Regions from separate parts of the Pan troglodytes genome. Here region 2 is linked to region 1. The links are chromatin contacts, called in public Hi-C maps. All regions are on one chromosome and are shown on one strand. The core of a region is the stretch at or near the end of the contact, and the rest is flanking DNA. Distances in the headings are between cores, read along the strand shown. Region 1 has its middle 96 kb from the start of MALT1-AS1. Region 2 has its middle 41 kb from the start of OACYL.

The links. Hi-C and Micro-C count contacts between places; a contact is called where the count stands out from the background.
Region 2: a Hi-C map of induced pluripotent stem cells shows a contact between it and region 1, with 5 times the contacts expected there. The contact joins two enhancer-like sites. A contact is called at or near these places in 3 of 7 Hi-C or Micro-C datasets (induced pluripotent stem cells and stem cell-derived neural progenitor cells) and 1 of 1 other capture datasets (stem cell-derived neural stem cells).

Annotation. Positions count from the first base shown.
Region 1 is chr17:68,831,281-68,834,064 of NHGRI_mPanTro3-v2.0_pri, reverse strand. No RefSeq gene overlaps it. Among named protein-coding and RNA genes, the nearest start is that of MALT1-AS1, 96 kb to the right of the region's middle. Within about 2 kb of position 1,399, at least 13 of the 24 cell types and tissues checked have an H3K27ac peak or open chromatin away from gene starts, as enhancers often do. A contact at or near this core is called in induced pluripotent stem cells and stem cell-derived neural stem cells, where this site is marked.
Region 2 is chr17:69,115,173-69,117,956 of NHGRI_mPanTro3-v2.0_pri, reverse strand. No RefSeq gene overlaps it. Among named protein-coding and RNA genes, the nearest start is that of OACYL, 41 kb to the right of the region's middle. Within about 2 kb of position 1,331, at least 5 of the 24 cell types and tissues checked have an H3K27ac peak or open chromatin away from gene starts, as enhancers often do. A contact at or near this core is called in induced pluripotent stem cells and stem cell-derived neural stem cells, where this site is marked.

The DNA.
Region 1 (2,784 bases), core at 150-2,649:
TACAAAAAATGTTAAAATTAGCTAGAGCATGGTGGCATGCACCTGTAGTCCCAGCTACTCTGGAGGCTGAGGTGGGAGGATGGCTTGACCCTGGGAGTTTGAGGCTGCAGTGAGCCATGATTGCACCACTGCGCTCCAGCCTGGGTGACAGTGTGAGACCCCATCTCAAACCAAAACCAAGAAAAAAATTAGCAGACTCACCCTTCCACAAGCTTCTGAGCCTCCCAGAGTGGGAACTGGCTCAGTCTATACAGCTCCCAGCACGGCATCAGGAAAGGGTGCCATCATAAGGCATGTTATTGGAGCCAGTCTGCCTGGGTCCAAATCCAGGCCCCACCATTTACTTCCCCTGTGACCTTGAGCAAGCCAGCTAGCCCTCAGGGCTTTGATTTTCTCCTCTGTAAAACGGGGATAATAGCAGCATTTCCACTGCAAAGACCTGAATGAGTAAAATGGTTAGCACCGTGCCAGGCTCATAGCGCTCTGTAAGTATTAGCTGTTATAATTATTAGGGGTTCAAGTTCTGTCTTGCTCAGCTTTCCAGCTCATTGAAGGCTAAAGACCCAGTGCATTAATTGCTCAAAAATTTGTCGTAATTGCTTGGAACTTTTCATTTACATCCTGCAAAGATTATTTCTGCCATAACATTGCAAAGTTTTCGAATAGCCTTGTTCCCGTTTCTGAATATGGGCAGGGATCCCTTTGGGGTGCTCACTGACCACTCCCAGTTGAGCCATGGGTTCTCTCTGGGCTGTGTATGGGGAGGGCGTGGAGGGTGGCATGATGGATGTACAGAGTGGAAGCCCTCAGGACAGAGGTGCCCTGGAAAGTTCGTAAGGCACAGCGGCTGCAAAACCTCTCACGCCCACCTTAGAATTCCCAATGTACTTTCCTCAGTCTCCAGGTCTGTCTTTTCCTTATAGTGTTTCTCAGTGTCTCATTCTGTACGTGAGAAATCCCAGTAAAAATTGAGAGTGGGAACGATGCAAAATAGAACTGTGTACTTAAAAATGGTTAACATGGCAAATGTTATGTTTTACAAGAATTAAAAATAATAGTTAAAAAAGCCGCAATTATAAAAACAAAAAACTAGAGTAGGAGGGACCTAGGGACCTCTATTCATGATTTGACATCCAATTTGGAGAGGCCAGAGTCAGGGAAGCTCCCTGCCAGGATTTCAGTCCTTTTTGTTTTTCCCTGCTGGGTGGGTAGTTTTCAAAACTCCGCTAGAATCTAAACGCTTTTGCTTCCGTGCCCTGCTCCCTGCCCCAGGGGCCCCAGATGGGTATCTGGTTGACTGTTCTCAAGGCAGGGGCCTCCCTCCTAGGAGATTCGGTGGAGCTTTTTGATATTTCTCTGCCCTTTGGCAGCATCACAGGCGTGGGCATGGGAGAGGAGGGAGCCCGCCACTTGTCCTGGCCTGTTGATGCATGCCCGAGTCTGGCTGTCATCCCAGCCGCCCTGGCTGCTGTCCCTCGGTCTTCCTGAGGGCCCCCAGGCCTTCTAGGTATTGTATGGAGCCACGAGCTGGACGGGGAGGACCTGGATGTGCGTGGGAGCTCGCGGGTGGGTGAGAGCGCACCACTGCTTCCCTGCGCTGCGCAGCTGCAGGGCCCCGGGCAGGTGCAGACGGCGCTCAGACCGGGACGAACGCAAGCCTGTGCTGCCCTCTGCTGGGTACCCAGCTCCCGGCCGGCCCCGAGCTCAGAAGGCGAAGGGAGACCCAAGGCCAGGCTGGGGCCCACAAAGCCGGGGTCCTCTAAGGGGTGCATCCAGCTCCCAAGGCCCCCGTGCGGACTTTGAGCAGTCCCCGCGCGGGGGCCCCAGGGTTTCTCGCTGGGCCCATCATGCCCTCTGGGCTAGGTGGCCAGGACTGTGCTCTCTTGCCTAGGGACCAGGTGAGCTCGAACTGTCCCCATGGGGCGGCTGCGGCTCCTGCAGGCTGTGCCGTCCTGGGCTCCTTTTCCGACATTGCCACCTGCCCCATTTCCTTTCCAAAGCAGAGGTGTAGGCGCCTGCCCACTATCAGTCCCTCTTTGTTGCAAGAGGCTCTGAAGGGCCCTCCCGCCTCCAGACCATTCATTCCCGTCTGACTCTGCAGCCAGACAGATCTTTCCAGAACATTAATCTGATTCTGTCATGCCCTGGCCTGACCTCCTTCAAAGTCTGCCAATTGCCAAGAGGGTCATTACAAAACTCAGCATGAAATACAAAGGCCTTCAGATCTGGTTCCTGCTTCTCTTCCACCTTTTAACCCCCAGCATTATGGTCTCTTATGTCTGTCATCTTCCTGTCGAGACGAGAGGCCTTGCGCTCTGGAGCCACACAGCCGGAGTCCTTTCCCCGCTCTACTATTTGCTAGCTGTCTGACCTTGGCCGAGTTTCCTCTCTCTCTCTCTCTCTTTTTTTTTTTTTTAAGATGGAGTCTTGCTCTGTCGCCCAGACTGGAGTACAGTGGTGCGATCTCTGCTGGTTGTAACCTCCGCCTCCCAGGTTCAAGCAGTTCTCCTGCCTCAGCCTCCCAAGTAGCTGGGATTACAGCTGCACACTACCATGCCTGGCTAATTTTTTTGTATTTTTAGTAGAGATGGGGTTTCACCATGTTGGCCAGACTGGTCTTGAACTCTTGACCTCAGATGATCTGCCTGTCTTGGCCTCTCACAGTGCTGGGATTACAGGCGTGAGCCACCTCGCCCAGCCCCAGAGTTTCCTCTCTTGCCTCAATTTTTCATCTATAAACTGGGGATGATAACAGTAATATGCTTCATAGGGTTGTTGTTAATA
Region 2 (2,784 bases), core at 82-2,581, 280 kb before region 1:
ATACTGCTATTTATTTCTCTTTTTTTAAGAGACAGGGTCTCACTCACTACGGCCCTGACTTCCACCTCCTGGGCTCAAGCGATCCTCTCACCTCAACCTCCCAATTAGCTAGAACTGCAGGCGCATGCCACCATGTTCCACTAAAAATACTGTTATTTATTGAGCAAGTCATATAGGCCAACCACTGTGGGAGGAGCCTGCTAGAGATTTCTAAACCTCAAAACAATCCTGCAAGGTAGCTATGACCTCCATTTTATGAAGAAATTATAGCTAAGAGAAGATAGGGTGACTTGCCCAAGGTCACCAACCACATAGCAGTACCAAGATCTGACACTGGTTCATGTTCTTTCCACATAGCCTCACAAGATGAAAAACTCTTTCTTCCTTCCCTCCCTCCCTTGCTTCATTTCTCCCTTCCTTCACGCCCTACCTCCTCCAAGCAAGATCTGAAGCAGCTACAAAGGGGAAGAATCAGGAATAAGGTGTCTAGACCAGCGCTGTTCAACAGAAACAGGATGCAAGCACAGCTGCCCCCAGTTTTACACTTTCCAGCAGCCACAGTTTAAAAGGTAAAAAGAAATAGGTACAACTCATTTTAATATTATTTATTTAGACCAATATATCCAAAATATTATCATTACAAACACGTACCCAATATGAAACATTGTTAATAAGCTATTTGACATTCTTTTCCCTTTTACTGAGTCTTCAGAGCCCAATGTGGGCTTTGCACACATAGCACATCTCACTTAGCCACTTACCTGGTGGCTATTTGCTGGACAGTGTGGGTTTAGAGTTTAGAAATGAGATTGCAGCCTGGAGGCGCATACAATACTGGCATGGATTCTGCATGGGCTGGGGTCAGAGCCCTCTTCTAAAAGAATATAGCTAAAAATCCAGGGTAGTTTTGGCTCAACTAGGGCAGAACAATGGCCCAGCAGTACCTCCAGACACCTAGGTGAGAGGGTGGGGGCTGGGGTGGTGCTCACAGATGGGAACTGGCAGGACTTGGAGCGTCTGCACTTAGAGGTACATCCCCAGCAGAGAGGGGCTCAGCACCAAGCCTCTGGTCTGCACCCGGGGACGGAGACCATTGATTCCCCTGTTCTCCCCACAATGAGAACGTCCTACATGGAGAGTGTCCGGTGGGTGGGAGGGCGGTAGGCATTCTAGGAGAGGGAGTGGAATTGTTGATCAATGTCATACAGAAAAGGCAGGCAACTCTGTCAAGACACAGCTTCCCAGATCAGCTCGCCTGCAGGTTTGCTCAGGCAACAGCCTCCCTGGGTCCTAGGCCCTGGGTCCTGCCATGTTTGCCATCTGACCATGCTGCCCTGCAGCTGCCCCTACACGCCTCCGGCCCCGCCTTTTTGATCATCCTTCCCACCATCTGTCACCTCCCCTCCCCGGGGAAAGTAGCCAGCGCTGTTCCCTTCAGAAGGAGAGCAGAAGGGAGCATTCCCCTGCCCCCCACTCCAGGCAGCATCCCTCACCTCTGCCAAATCCCCCCTCCCCAGGGTGCTTGTTAAAATGCAGACTTGGAGTCTGCAGGCTGTTGGGTGGGCCACGCCTTGAGTAGCAAGCTCATCTAAACTTTTCACACTGAGAAAATCATGTAATGTCTCCTCTTTCCTCTCCTCTAAAAGGGAAATGAGGGTTTCTGCTTTCTAAGATTTTTTGAAAATCTAACAAGAAAACAGTTTGAAATATCTAAACCACCCTAAAATATACACGTGCTACATTTTTGTCCAAGTTTCCAAGAGAATAAAAGTCAAAGTGGGTTTTCAAAGATTAAAATGTGGGATACTGGCCAGTGTAGTGGAGGGGTGAGAAGCAGGGATTCTCATACCTGGTGGGTGGGAAGGTAAATTGGAAAATGCACATTAAAATGTTAAATGCCCAAAACCCCCCATTCCACTTGTAGGAATTTAGCCCACAAACATGTCTATACAAGTGCACAAAAATATATAGAGATTGTCCCATTGTCTAAGACAGCAAAGAATTTGGACATTAGCTCCATGCCCACTAATGGGGACAAGTTAAATACATAATGGTACCCCACTCTGCCATACTGATAACCTTTAACATCAGGGATGTGGGTCCTTGTGTGCTTATAGAGAAATAGGCCAATTCTGTATTATAAATGAAAACACCACGTACAAACAGTGAAGTATATACTGCAATCCTATGCGTGCAGGAGAAGAACAGTGCTTATAAATACATGGAAAGATTCTGCAAGAATTCCTAAGAAACTGTTAAATACAGGTGTCCTGGGGGGAGTGAGACTAGAAGGGGGACCCTTTATTTTAGTTATAAGCTTCTGTTATAGTTAGACATTTTTATCACAAGGTATAAAAAAAAAAACCCCTAATTTTTAAAATGTAGCTGCTAGTTGACATAACCAGGCAGTTCTACAGTTCTAGAGCTTTACTCTCTTCCTTTCCTGTTAGATAATCTCTGTCCTGACTTACCCCTAGAAGTTGGGTTTGGGGATTTTCTTATAACTTGCAATAGCTCCCAAATAGTCTCCCCCTATCTGGCCCTTGCAGCCATTCTCTGCCCTGCAGCCAGAGTGAGTCTTGCAAGATGTAAATCTGCCCATGCCACTCCCTTGCTGGGACCCTTCAGAGGTTTATGTCTCAGAACAACAGGGAGAGTCCTTAGGGCAGCCTCCGCCCATCTCTGACCTCATTCCTCCCACTGTCCACGTGGCTCACTTCACTCCACAGAGCACCTTTGGGCTCTTTGAGGCTCTTCAGACACTGCGACGCCCCTCCTTCCCCA